2 separate regions of the Mus musculus genome follow, and region 1 is linked to region 2. A link is a contact called in public Hi-C data. All regions are on one chromosome and are shown on one strand. The core of a region is the stretch at or near the end of the contact, and the rest is flanking DNA. Distances in the headings are between cores, read along the strand shown.

The links. A called contact is a pair of places that touch in the nucleus more often than the background predicts.
Region 1: a Hi-C map of pre-B cells shows a contact between it and region 2, with 1.8 times the contacts expected there. The contact joins the promoter of 1110032F04Rik here to the enhancer-like site in region 2. A contact is called at or near these places in 5 of 39 promoter capture datasets (the C10 cell line, hematopoietic stem and progenitor cells, pre-B cells and 1 more), 1 of 15 datasets of contacts at CTCF or cohesin (large pre-B cells), 7 of 484 Hi-C or Micro-C datasets (B cells, LSK cells, Sertoli cells and 4 more) and 2 of 115 datasets of contacts at active chromatin or transcription factors (embryonic limb bud and embryonic stem cells).

The regions. Positions count from the first base shown.
Region 1 is chr3:68,868,281-68,875,240 of GRCm38.p6, forward strand. 1110032F04Rik (RIKEN cDNA 1110032F04 gene) reads left to right here and starts at 1,306. Exons shown (of 1, transcript NM_001167996.1): 1 at 1,306-3,883. The coding sequence starts at 1,428. The coding sequence ends at 2,171.
Region 2 is chr3:68,608,923-68,616,262 of GRCm38.p6, forward strand. The region is part of intron 6 of Iqschfp (Iqcj and Schip1 fusion protein); the gene reads left to right. The region is part of intron 3 of Schip1 (schwannomin interacting protein 1); the gene reads left to right. Among named protein-coding and RNA genes, the nearest start is that of Gm22073, 65 kb to the left of the region's middle. Within about 2 kb of position 2,554, at least 40 of the 459 cell types and tissues checked have an H3K27ac peak or open chromatin away from gene starts, as enhancers often do. A contact at or near this core is called in B cells, LSK cells and pre-B cells, where this site is marked.

The DNA.
Region 1 (6,960 bases), core at 56-2,555, 260 kb after region 2:
GTGTTCCCACCAAAAGAAGAACCAGAAGACTTTGCACTTAAGCTGGCCCATGGTTGACCTCCATTAACCCCACCCCATTCTGCTTGCTCTCCTCCTCTCTTCAGAAGAGAAAGCCTGGGTCATAGCTGAGTCTGTTCGGGCACTGTATGTCCTTTTACTTATTTTCTCACACCAACCTTGAAAATTCCCTATTAGTTTTCCTCGTCAGTGAGTCCTTCTGTGTAAGTGTGTCTGTTTTATACTGCCTCAACCAAAGCAGCTTTCTCAGGGGCTCCACCACCCAACAGATATATGCCCAAAGGGTCTGGATGCGCTGAGCTTTCCTCCAGGGGTGGGTGACATGAAGGGAAACGGACCCAAGTACTATTTGGAAACAAAGTACTTGTTTCCTTTAAAGTCAGATTTTGCAAACAAGAATAACCTTGAAAAAGACCTTCAGATCGCGCTCAGGAACTTGGCCAACCACTTACTGCTCCCCTCCGCCTTCCTACATAGGCTATTTATGCTGCAGGAGGGAGCCCCTGCACCCCACAATTCTGCTGTCCTCTTTGAGTACAGGAAAGCCGAGGGCTGGGTCAGGTGAGTCTCTGAGAACTAAAGGTCTTCTTTCTTCTCCTTGGTGAGCAGGGTCACCTCAACAGAGTGCTTCTCGGTCCCTCTGGGGCTACCTCTGTGGCTGTAACTTGAGCCTCTCCAAAGAATTCTTACCTGTTCTGGAGTTTCTTAGGGTCCGCGCTCCCCAACAACCTGGACCTACCTGTCAGCAGAACTATCCAGCAATTCCCACCCTAGAACCTTAGGGCAGCAATGGGGCTGCACTGGCCATTAATGGCCATCATTCATTTTTAATCAGAAAGATCACAAGAAAGATGGTAAGCGGAACCCGGTCCGAGTCAATTTAAATAATATTCCCGGGGAAATCCAATCACTTAAAACTGAGACACCTACGCTAGTGAGAGAGCGCGCCCCGCCCGTCTGGCGAGGAAGAGCGCGCCGGCTGAATTAATCAAGATCAAGGGGCTCCGGGGCTGAGAGCTCAGCCTTAACCCTTCCAGCGCCGCGGGGTACCCAGGTGCCGGAAGAAGAGCGCGGCGGGCAACGGCCGAGATGCCCAGAGAGACCCAGCGCAGGCCGGCTCTGTTCATCTCCGCGGCTCCGCACGCTTCTCCCGGGACCCTGGCGCCCAGGCGCTACGGCTCGAGGTCACAGGCTCCCGAGGCGGCGACAGCGGTGAGCAGCAGCCGCCTCCCGCAGCCTCGGCGCGCCCCGGGCTCCTCCTCCCGCCCCAGCGTGGCCAAGTGAGCACCGCTCGGGCCGCAGGTAGCCGGGGCGCGGGAGGCGGCGCGCGCGGGACCCATCGCAGCGCCGGGGCCAGACGGAGCTCCGAGCCTCGCGGTCCCGGACGCCAGCGGAGATCTGCGCCGGCCATGTGGGGTCCCGGGGTCACCGCCGAGGGCCTGTCGGTGGCTCCAGCGCCACCGCCGCTGCTGCCGCTGCTGCTGCTGTTGGCGCTGGCGTTGGTGGCGCCCTCGCGGGGCGGCGGGGGCTGCGCGGAGCTGGCGTGCGGTGAGCGGGAGCGCTGCTGCGACTCGGCCAACGCCACGGCCGTGCGCTGCTGCAAGCTGCCGCTCCACGCCTTTCTGGACAACGTGGGCTGGTTCGTCCGCAAGCTCTCTGGGCTGCTCATCCTGCTGGTGCTCTTCGCCATCGGCTACTTCCTGCAGCGCATCATCTGCCCCAGCCCACGCAGGTACCCGCGTGGCCAGGCGCGACCTGGCCAGGCACGACCCGGGCCTCCCGGGGGTGCGGGACCGCCGGGGACGGCGGGGCCACCCGACGACGACGACGACTCGCCCGCTCTGCTGCGCGACGAGGTGGCCGCGGGCTCGCAGGACTCACTGTTGGATAGTGGCGGTGGTCGGGGCCGAGGAAGTGGCGGACGCCTGCCTCCCTCCTGCGTTTCGGAGCACGAGCTGCACGTGGTGTCACCGGTGTTTCTCCAGCTGCCCAGCTACGAGGAGGTCAAGTACCTGCCCACCTATGAGGAGTCCATGCGGCTGCAGCAGCTCAGCCCAGCGGAGGTCGTGCTGCCCGTGTCGGTGCTCGGCCGCCCGCGAGGCGGCAGTGCCGGGGACTCCGACGGCGGCCAGGTCCGTTTCCCGCTCATCTGAGTTCAGGGAGCCTCATGGGGATCGCCCGGATCCTACAAGGTTGGGGGCTGCGGGTGGCACGCAACAGCTGGTGTGTTGGCGGCCGCCACTGACTGCCTCTGACCACACCTAGCATCCCCGTACAACCTGTAGCCCCGCGCCTGGGTTGGGGTCAGTCCCCTCCCTCTCGCTTCCCGGGGAATCTGTGGTTTTCTATGTTTCTTTGGGCTCAAGGCTGGGCAGCTCGGCGGGGCAATGGCTTAGGACTAGCCCCCAGCTCTTCTTGGACGGTCGTCCCCGCCCTCTGCCATGCCTCCCCTTGTGTTCACTGTAAGTGCCTGCTTCTCCAATCCAAAAGAACAGGTAAACCGTTTGGTGTGTTTAGAGACCAGCGGCTTGCTTTACTGTTGTTAAAAGGGAAGGAGCATAGGTCCATTCCTTGCTCTCCTGCTTGGACCGGTCACGGTCTCCCAGGACATAATGGTGAGGAGCCTTTGGCTCTGGACCACGACCAGTGACTGCTGCATGCAGTCTGTAGAAGCAGCGCTTGACTGTGATGCGATCCCTTGAAAAGGACCCAGAAAACCCTTTGGTGTCTTCCTGGCTCACAGTTTTGTTGGGGAAGGGGTACCATGATGGATGGCTTAGTGGCTGCATCTGTTCAAGATGTCCAGACCGTATTTGTAATGTGGTACCAGCGGACTTTGATTTTTCAGTATGTAGACTGTTTATCTTTGTCCTTTATTTTTATATTTTGTCATGCATTAGACAGTTCAACAAATTGACAAGATAATCAGTTTTGTTTTAGGCCAGTTACTGTCAAGAAATCGCCCACGTGCTGTCACTGTTTAATACAGTGTTGGACATCATTTCATTAAGCGGAGGTCAGGGTCAAGCAGGAAATGTGACATAAAAACATGAAGGATATCTTATTTTCACTATTTGAGAATATATTTTATTTTTAGTACTGAAGCATAATACATAACTTTTTATAATAACTGTGTACATTATGTAGCCTGGCTCTGAACTGTATCATTCATCATGGAATCATGTAAAAGGAATATATATATATATATACCACACCATGTAGCAAGATGGCTTGCCTGTATTTCCTTCTCTATTTTTCATCTGAGATACATTCTGCAATGTGATTCTAAACATAAAAATGGACTAGTAACTTTCATTTAAGTCTGAAACTTTTCAGTAATGTCCAAAGATGGATTCACCCAACCTATGTTTATTAAAATTAAGTGGTATCATTTTACTAGATTTACCATTCTGGGACATTCCCTTTAAGGAAAGGGTAATAAGACACATTTTAATGCATCATGTATAATGTACATATGGTAATGTCTGTGTACACTATATACATTGTATGCCATATAGCTGTGGTGGCTTACGGCTAGCATGGGAGGAAAGGGTGGCAAGAAGTCCAGCTTCCTCTGGAGAAGCGTGAAGTATACCAGTTGTCAAGAAAGATTACCCACATGGGTCTATGATTGAAGAAGCTGGGTGGGCCCAAGAAATCTCCAATTAGCTGGTTTGGATTTTTTAAAATGATTTGATTACTTTTAACTTTTAAAGGGTGATTGAAAAAGTCTGATGTCCTGGGAACTTTTTTAATGTATGGATTATAATAAAAAGAATGGTTTGCTTTAAACTTCTCAAAGCTAATGACCCTGTCATTAAAGAAAATCATCTGAAGTGTATTAAAGCAGAAAAACAGTAAACTATTTCTCTGTGCATTTTTATTTCTTTTTAAAAGACAGGATCTCAGTTTGTAAACCAGGTTGGCCTGGGACTCTCTCTGTAACCCAGGCAGGCCTCAAACTTAGCCCTGTCTTTTCAGCCCCGTCTCCCAAGTCCTGAGATTGCATGTGTGAGCCACCATACCAGGCTCTGTACAATTTTATCAGATTTACTCATATTAAAATGTGAAGTATGTATCTCTCGTTGAAAAGCAATTTTAAACTGTGAACTGAGAGGCGAAAAGCATTAGTAGTTGAGACTCTATTAACTGAAAGTGACACAAGATTAAACCAAACATAATTATATTGAATTATATATTTATGTTACTCAGATATCGCACATTGTGCTGTACATGGCTATCAGTAATCATAAAATGAGCTTATTTTTAGGGCATATATATCTTAGGCAAATGAATTCAAGAGTACCGTGTTTTCCAGAAAACCTCAGGCCTTCTCACCATTCCGCCCCCCACCCCCCGACAAAAGATAATAAAAATTCCAAATATGGTAACTCATCTATAATGCAGAAGTTTACAAGCTAGATGAACATATACATGCAAATAATGTGCATATGTGTAATCACAGGCTGTGTGAGATGCAATTTGTTATGAGAGTTCACTATCATAACCAAAGGGGAAAGGTCTTCTCGAGAGAGAATGAGTTTTAAAAGCCCAGTAATTGCCACATTCTGCAAATGCACAGGTGCTCCAACCATGCAAATGACATTTGCAATTATGCCAAAGGGCATGAAGGTTCGTTCTATAGAAGGAAAAGGAGATGCAATTGGAAAGGCCAAAGGCAATATAAAGGAAATGGCCTCTCTTAACAGTTTAAAAGGCAATATGATAAGTACCCCGATATCCATTTTTGTACATAGTTTCTCTTAAGTGGAATTCAGAGCTGAAATGGATATGTTATCAGCATGAATGTGATGTTCAGATTTATACAGTATTCTATAATGGCTTTTCATAAATTGTAAATAACCTGGATTTCCTGGTTGAGAGAAAGAGTGTGTGTGTTGAATTTTGAGTAACAAGCCTGAACCATCTCTCCAACGTGACTCGTTGGTAGTAGAAAAAAACCCTCCTTCCTTTCATATGGCCAATCACAGAAATGAGGATGTAGTGATCCCTTTAAAACACCATAAATATCATCAAGTGTTAAATAAACCAGTACTTTGGTTATTCATAAAAATCATATAGAGCCTGATTTTACTTACTTACAAAATTCACTTTTAATTTTGGGGGACGACACTTAATGCTTGTCCGTAACCCAAATAGTATCAGCTAAGCTTTTAGTTAAATATCCCCGTGATTTTGATATCTTTCTTACTCTCTCTTCTCTCCTGTGTTCTTGCTCTGCAGTCTCTCTAGGTTTACCTCAGAAGCACTTCCAATTGGTTCTCACTGGAGTAATTCAATGAGACTAGACTTACAGCTTCACCCTTTGCACAGAACTCTTTCAAATGAGTAATTTTCTAGCATTTTCTTTGTTTACTCTTTCCATCGGACTTCTGTAGGCTTATATTTTGAGCCAAGTTAAGTGTTTCCTCTTTATTCATTAAACTTTTTGGTTTTGGTTTTTCGAGACAGGGTTCTCTGTATAGCCCTGGCTGTCCTGGAACTCATTCAGTAGCCCCTCTAATTTTTATATGTAGAACTCTCCCTCTCCCTCTCCCCCTCCCTCTCCCCCTCCCCCTCCCCCTCTCTGCCACTTTGAGTAAAAGATGGGATCTTACTGTTTCTAGATCTCAAACACAATAGCCCCTGACTTGTTGCTATCTCTTTACTGCTCCTCATCTAGATATCTTGGAAAAGATGGCCAATACTTCTTCTATCTTGCTCCAAAAATGTGTTCTCTACTATATTCATGAACATAATTTAACCTTTGCATTTTCTTCATAACAGCAATCTTATTTTGCTTCCAGTCCTTATGTATATATTACCTCTTCATAGTCTGCTATAGTTTTCTGCTCAGTTTTTCTCAGTTTGCTTTGTGGTTTCCTTGGTGCTTACTGCTTTATCTAAGTATTGGTTAAACCCATGTTGGCTTGCCAATAATCTGTTGTCCTGGATAAAAGATCCCATCCTGTGACAGGCGGGTGGAGCATAGACTGAAGGAACGGCCAACCAATCATTGGCTCAACTTGAGTCCCATCTCATGGGCAAGCACCAATCCCTGACACTATTAATGATAGTCTGTTATGCTTGCAGACAGGAGTCTAGCATGGCTGTCCTCTGAAGGGCTCTACCCAGTACTGACTCAGGCAGATACAGCCACCCACAATCAAACTGTGGATGGCACTTGCAGGCTCTTATGGAAGAATAGGAGGAAAATTTGTGGCCCCTAAGGGAATTGGAACTCCACAGTAAGGCCAACAGTGTCAGCTAACCTGGAGTCTTGGGGCTCTCAGAGACTGAACCACTAACCAAAAAGCATATGTGGGCTGGACCTAGGCCTCCTGCTCATATGTAGCAGATGTGCAGTTTGGTCTTCATGTGGGTCCTGAACAACTAGAATGGGGGGTTGAGCCTGGAGACCCATAGTCTATATGCAACTCGGTTTAGGATGATTGCTGGGTCTTGCCTGCTTCATCGTGTTCTCCATAAGGTATTTGCAGTGTCTCTGTTTAATTGGCTAGACCAGAAGGAACCCCTGACTGTCTTTTAATGCCTCCACATGATCTTCTAATTTTCATAGCTTCATTAAGATTTTTGTCTAAAGAACTATTTTGTCTTTACCCTCCTTGTTGGTCACATTTGCCTCATTAGGTCAAGGATTGACCCTTCTAGATTCATTCATTTGTTCTTCAGTTTGTATGAGTTTTATTTTTATTATCAGCCCAAGATGTTTACCAGATCAAAACTAACTTTGATTCTTTTTCTAAGTCTTAAAGGTGTCTGTCATCTCTTGATGCAAACTCTTTGTGTTGGTTTGCTTTTGCTGCTGTAATAAACACCATAACCAAAAGCAGCTGGAAGAGAAAAGGGTTTATCTGACCTACTGGTCCTGTCCAGGTCATAGTCGATCACTGAGATAAGTGGGACCAGGGATTCAGGAGG
Region 2 (7,340 bases), core at 1,304-3,803:
CCACAGGGAGGCGGGTTCCCAGCTGCCTACGGTTCATCTCCCACTGTCCACAGCAACGTGCCAAAGGCAGAGCTCAGGCTGATTCGGGTGTGAGTCACACTCCCGCTTCGGTGCGGTCTGAGTCAGATGGCAGCTGTCGAACACTGAGCCCCACTCACCTTCCCTCCAACGCACAGGCTCTACCGCCAACTCTCATCCTCTCTCCTTTGCCTTGTCTAGTTCTTACCAAGTGCCCACACATGACAACTCAGAGGCATTCGAGGGAGACGAGTCTAAAGTCAACTTGATGCCTTCCACCAAGAACTGTTTAAGTCTGTTTCTTCCCATCTTACCTAAACATTTGAGATTACTCATTTTCTCTATTTTTGTGGGGTAGGGAGCACATGTGTGCCACGGCACATGCGCAAAGGTCAGAAGACAACTTGAGTCGGCTCTTTCCGTTATGGTGAGCCCTGGGATTGAAATTAGCTCATCAGGCGCAGCAGAAGGGGACCTTTCCTGCCGAGCTATTGAGCTGGCATTTTTATGCATAAAATTGGAGTCACACTGCAGCTACTCTTTGTTGACCCTTTTTTTACTTAAGACTGTATCAGGCCATTTCAGCCATTTTCTCAGCTATTCCAATGTGTGTGTGTGTGTGTGTGTGTGTGTGCATACCTGTGCGTTTGCTAGCTGAGTAACTCATCATATTTCATCTTTTATTCTTAAGCATTTTAGTTTCCAGATTTTTGTTTCGTTTTGGTTTTATTTTGCTTGTGTTTTCATCTTCTCTTTTATTCTCATTTATGAATTCATTTTACCCTTCTGAAAGTGTCCTAGCCCCTCAGGAGGGAGGACACATACCACTGTGACTTTGTGCAGTTGTACCTGTCTGGGACTTTGTTTTTCCTACATAAAGCAAGGTCCCCACTCATAAGTAAGGTGGGCAAAGTGCCTGGCACACAACGGATGCTATCAGACGGCAACTTTTTATTTCATAAGTAGGCTGCTTGGAAATCGTCAGAACTCAATTAAGATGAAAATAGATCACATTTGACCTCTAGCTATCTTATGCCTACTATCCTAAGAGGGCTCGTTCTTGCCTTCCATTCATACTGAAGAGTATTCCTCTTGAAAATACATTTTGCAGACATTAAAATCCTGTAATTCCGAATTCAATTACAGGGAAGTGGTCATCAGTGAAAGAAATTGGCACTGATGTGGAATGAGAACCAACAGCTGTCTGAGGAATGCAAGTATTTATAGCTCTCTGGAGCCCAGGTTAGGAAGCGGGCTGACACTTCTCCAGAGGAAAGCTCGTGGGTGGCCGACCTACCTACTGGCTGCTTAGTCACAGAGACTGTATGGCCATGAGGTCTTGGAAGCCTGTCAGCTGAGCGCTGAACACGTACAGAAAGAAGAATTGAGAACTAGCCTTAGAGCAGAAATGGGGACTGTGTATTTGCTATAGAGAAGAAAACCCAGGCACAGCTGTTCACAGGCCCACTGCCTGTAGTGCTATTTCCTCTTCTCTTAAGATGCCAGGTCAGACGTATAGAAAGAAAGAAAGAAAGAAAGAAAGAAAGAAAGAAAGAAAGAAAGAAAGAAAGAAAGAAAGAAAGAAAGAAAAGAAAGAAAGAAAGAAAGAAAGGAAGGAAGGAAGGAAGGAAGGAAGGAAGAAAGAAAAGAAAGGAAGAAAGAAAGAAAGAAAGAAAGAAAGAAAGAAAGAAAGAAAGAAAGAAAGAAAGAAAGAAAGAAAGAGAAAGCAAGCAAGCCAGGGCAGGACAAGACACAAAGTGACCTGTTGCCCCCATCCGACTACTCACTTTTTGGCACGTAGTTAGAAATACCAGTTAGCTTTTCTGGCCACATGACTTCCAAAGGAGGATGGACCTCTGGGCTCTCTTCTGGATTCACCCATCTGCCCGCCCCACTTCCTTTCATTTGAAGCTCTCTGCTTTAACATTCCTGGCTGGCACCTTACTTTAGTAATGTCCAGGTAGCAAAGGTGTTTGATGGAATAGGGAGCATTCACCAAGTGTTTTTGAGCTCCCTTCCAATGTGTGTAATTACACACAGTGTCGGATGACTCAGAACTTGTGACCTGCCGGAAGACCTCGGTTTTATTCCTCCATCAACTGCCGTGCCTCCACTAACAACGGTTAAGCACCATAAAATGCCTGCATGGTCCAACAAAGAACTGCAATGAGTGAACGCATCCAAATAAAAACCAGTAGACCGTAGTCGGACTGTAGCAAATTAGAAAGTGTGTTGCCTGTTGCCTGCTCCTGGAAGGAAGGAAGGAAGGAAGGAAGGAAGGAAGGAAGGAAGGAAGGAATCAAACAATCCTTATCTTGCATACATACTTAGGAAAATCTTTTATGGTGCTTTTGTGTGATGAAGCCATGTGTTGAACCAGCAACATTTGCAGCTGGTGAGTAGACAGAATGATTTTTTTTTAAGTCCAATAGAGTGGTTTCCTGTTTCTTGACTAGACCTCGAAGCAAGAGGAAGGTTATACACTCTTGTGAGAATAGAAGAAGCTGTAGCATTGTGTTTACATCCGTAACGAATGTGGAGAAGTAGAAACCATGTTCCTCTCTCATTTTTTAAAAGAGCAGTAGGCATTTGTGTAGTTCTTGAGGTAAATGATCTACAAGGCACAGTAAATGGGGAAGAGAAAGAGGCAGAGTTTGTGGGCTGCAGGAGTATTTTATAATTCTCTACGAAGCAATAGTAACCTACCACCATACCACATGATGTGTAGCTAAAGCTCACCCAAACTGAGTTGTCCTCACAGTCATCACAACATAGTCCCAGAAAAATGAAGAGCACTTCTACATACCCTTGGGTAGTTATAATCCATAGTTGATACTCTATCCCCTTTGAAATCAATATGAAACAGAAAAATGGCATGAAAAATATGAGTGATTATTCATTATGTATAAAGCCTTTGAATAATGCATCAAAGATCCATTCAGATAAATGGAAATAATGTATTCTAACAGCTTAGCCACAAACTGTTGGGGATGTTGAGTTATGAAAGGCACTGCGGGACTGTGGCTCTCGAGCCACAATGGCTGTAGACAGTTAATGAGCAATATAAGCTGGGAACCCATAGGCATCCGGAAGGTCCCTCTTGCTCTGTTTCCTGGCCCTACAGTTGCCTTGAAATTATGAACAATGATAGGAGGCATGAGCCCTGTAAAATTATGCTGCCAAACACAGGTAGGATCTGGTAAATTAAAACAGAGCTCTCATGTGTTCCTAGGCTTTGGTTCTGAGCTCTGAGATGAACTGACATGGAGAGCCATCAGAGAGTGATGGCAGAGTCAAGGCTCGAAAGAGTGTGGAATCTTAAAAGAATCTTAGAAATGGGTCAGAGAGATAGGTCAGTGAGTTAGGATGCTTGCTGTGCAAGCGTGAGAACCTGAGTCGAGTTCAAGTCCCTAGGATCCACACAAAAGTTGGGCATGTCAACAATGTCTCTAACCTCAGGATTGGAGGCATGAAGACTGGTAGATCCTGAAGTTCACTGGTCAGACAGCCTAGCCAAAACTTCAAGTTCAGTGAAAGACCCTGTCTCAAAAGAATAAAATGGATAGAGTTAAGGAAAAATCTCCTCTGACCTACAAGTGTAGATTCATATACTGCGTGTGCGTGCGTGCGCGCGGGCACACACACACACACACACACACACACATTAAATATTCATACATTGCCTAAGCCATATTCTCATTTCTAGAACTAGAAAACAAGAAGGAACTTTCAGAGCTGCCCTCAGACCAGACTTTAATCAGCCCAACCTAAGACCAAGGACACAAGCCTGATTTTTTTTTTTTAAGATTTATTTATTATATGTAAGTACACTGTAGCTGTCTTAAGACTCTCCAGAAGAGGGCATCAGATCTCATTACAGATGGTTGTGAGCCACGTTGCTGGGGTTTGAACTCAGGACCTTCAGAAGTGCAGTCAGTGCTCTTAACCACTGAGCCATCTCGCCAGGCCCCACAAGCCTGACTTATGATCTTTTCCACCCTCCTGGAAGTTACCAGAAAACTTAAAACCATGACGTTGCTTATGTCTGGCGAACACAAGTCTTGTTTCTGCATTTTTTAAAAAAAAATGGACTTTTTACCCCTTCAGCACTAGCAGTCAGATCCAGGGCCTTGCTTGTCATAGGCCAGTGTTCTACCCCTGAGCTCTATGCCAATTCCTCAGCCTTTAGAGACAACAACTCCTCATGCAGCCCAGGATGGCCTCAACTCTCAACCTTCCTGCCTCTGTTTCCTGTGTGTGGGATTACGGGTATCACTGCCTGAAGAAGAGCTGTTTTGGGATTTTGGTTTTGTTGGCTTACTGAGTTGTATACCATTGGCTATGCTTTAAGATCTCCTTTGGTAGCAATGAACATCCTGTGTCTGCCATCCTCCAAGCCCAACTGCAGACGATGCTCTTCTCACTCACTGTAAAACACACCTCTTGAGTCTCCCCATTCATGCCCTTCCACTTAAGCAATCCACACCATCCCACGGGAGCCACTTCTGCTCGCGCTGGAATGCTGAAATCATGTCTTCAACAAGTTCTGAGCCTCCTCCAGCAACCACCCTCTATCCTCCATCCCCTCTAGAGGGGATGCTTCTGTGTAGCTCTGCTGTATGACATCTGTGTGGTCCATAATGAAGAGATTCCAGGGGTAATCACCACCTAGACCTTCCAGAAATCAAATCAACCAGCAAGACAGACTACCTGTGCCATTTTTTTTTAACGCAATGTTCTGATAAATACTTAGAGAGATGTCTCAGACCAGACTCTTCTGGCTTCCACAAGCACTCATACTTGTGTGTGTGTGTGTGTGTGTGTGTGTGTCTGTGTGTGTGTGTCTGTGTGTCTGTGTGTGTCTGTGTGTCTGTGTGTGTACACTCATATAGTCCCAAACACACATAAACAAAATAAATTTCTTTTAAAACATCAAATGACCCCGAATGATAGCTTCCATAAGCAAAATCTTTTATTTCACCTGGTGTTGGGCTCGAGAGACCAAGGAAGACTGAACTAAGCAGGATTTAAGTGAGGTAGCAAAAGGTCAGAGACCCAGGGAAGTGCACTTTTCAGAAATAAACTGTGCAGACAGCTGTGAATCTCACTGCCAGGCAGGAAGGCGGGAGTGGGGATTATCTGTTCTTTGACTCCATGGCACAGAGGCCTTCAGAAGACCTGGTGGCCCTATCACCCTTCAGCCAAGCCTCTCTGCTTGGGGAAAGTGGTTGAGTTTCACCCAGAGCTGTCTTCCTCCTAAAATGCGATTAAAGGCTAAAGGCAAAGAAATCCCCCTCGAAATGGGAGCCCATTGAAGATGTCTTTACTAAAACCCTTTCTTAATCAGCCATGATGTCCCATTGTCCCTGTGAGCAGCTTTCTTACTGCTGTAAGGAATTACAAGCCCTCCCCCCACCCCACCCCCATCCCACCCACCCAAGCTTCATTCAGTTTCCCACCGGGCTACTATGCTACTAAGGTGGGGTGGGGGCTCTGAATCTGTACTGGAAGCATTCTTGAAGTCCCCCCAGCTGTTAGAAGTTCCTTGTGGGTGGTTGGCCAGTTGGGGGCAGAGCTGTAGAATTTATAATCATTTTTTGCTCAGAATGAAGATATTTGTCCGTGGGCATCTTTAACTTGGTTTTGTGATATCCTTTCTTGCTGGTTGTTTATGTTTTTAGTTTTCTCTCCAGCAGGCAGCTTCTTTGTGAGACTTTATTCATATCTAGGAAATGCTATATAACCCTTGACTGGAGTGAGATTCAAATGCGTCCCCAGACTGTCCTTGCTATCACCTTCCGAACCATAGATCTTGATTTTATTGTTAAAATTTCTTGATTCTACTTTTTAGATGAACTGCAGATATCAAAAATCTGCTAAACTCAGCGTGTCTGGATCAAAGGGAAATCTGAACATACTAGATACCGCAAGATACGTGAAGAAAATTTAAAGGAGGCAGGTCCCGGCACAACTGTAGGGCCAGCTGCTGACTAGTTATGGATGGCGTGAGTGAGTCTTCCTTCAGACAGCAGACTATCATGGGGTGGCTTTCAGTGTGGGAGCAGTGTTAGGGTACAGTCCCTTTAGAAAGTCACGTCAGCTCTAAGAGTCTCTGTGTTTTTGCCCAGCTTCCAGAAAGTGGAGAAAGGAAGGTAGGTCATATGTACAGAGCACCCTCCCCATGCCAAGCTCTGAGCAAACTCAGGGTTTGGAACCCGCTGTAAACCAGTCATCCTGTGGCCTGCTTCCTTTCAGCTCTGGGCCTGGCCTCCTCATCTGTGTCAGGAAGGTTTTTTAAGGGAAAACTAAGCCGGAGCTTGTACAATTATAAAGTCTAACAATAGGTGGCAGTACATATCCATCTTAATCGCAGTGCTGAGACTAAATGGGGGAGCAAGTGTAGTCATGAGCAAGACGTGCAAAGCTTCTCCATCATTAGGATAAAGACAACCAAACAATGTCAAGTATTAGATTAGATCCTTGCAGCATGAATAACACCAGAGCAAATTTGGTGTCCTTTGCCCCAAAGTGGGCTTAGAATGGCTCCCTATGGCCCCTTCTGGCACCCCACCCCCATACATACCCACACACACATACAAGACTTACTTTCCCACAGGACTGGGATGCTGGAGACCCTGAGAATGACCAAATAGTACTGAGAGGATATGGTTCACCTTTAAAAGCTAGTTAGGACCAAGAGCGGAGCCCACCGTCTGGCCACGGTCATCGCAGTGCTTGTCCTGTCTGACTCCAGACCATCCTTTCTGGAGTTTCAGACTCCTGAGCTCCCAAGAGGAGTCTGTTCTCATGGTGCTGGGTGTGGGGGCCAGTCTGCAGAAGCGCATGCGTGCTGTGACTTCCAACACCCTGGGATTTGCTTCTGCCTCTTGGGGTAAACAGACCTGTGGTGTTTTTGTCTTTGAGTGACAGAAGTTGCGCTTCCTCTGTTGGCTTTTGGCAACCGCTTTAAATAAAGGTTCTCATTGAGTGTCCCTGTCTTCCTGGAGGGGAAGGAAACTTTCTTCATAGTCTTGGGACACTGGTTCTTGTGAACTTGTTTGGGTTGTCCTTCTAAAGCAGAATTCGAAATAGCATTCCACCACATTATTGGCTCAAGTCTGTTCATCTCGAGTGGCAGAACTGCAAACACAAAACATCTTTCTGTATGGGCCAGCTCTGTGTTTGTTATCCACTGGGTGCTATAACGTAGAGCGTTAAGCGACAAACTGATGTGGAAAAAAGACCGGAATTCTGGGAGGCCCTCTGATAAACTTTTTAATTGCAGGAAAGAATTGGCTGAGGCAGAAGGATTGCCATCCCAG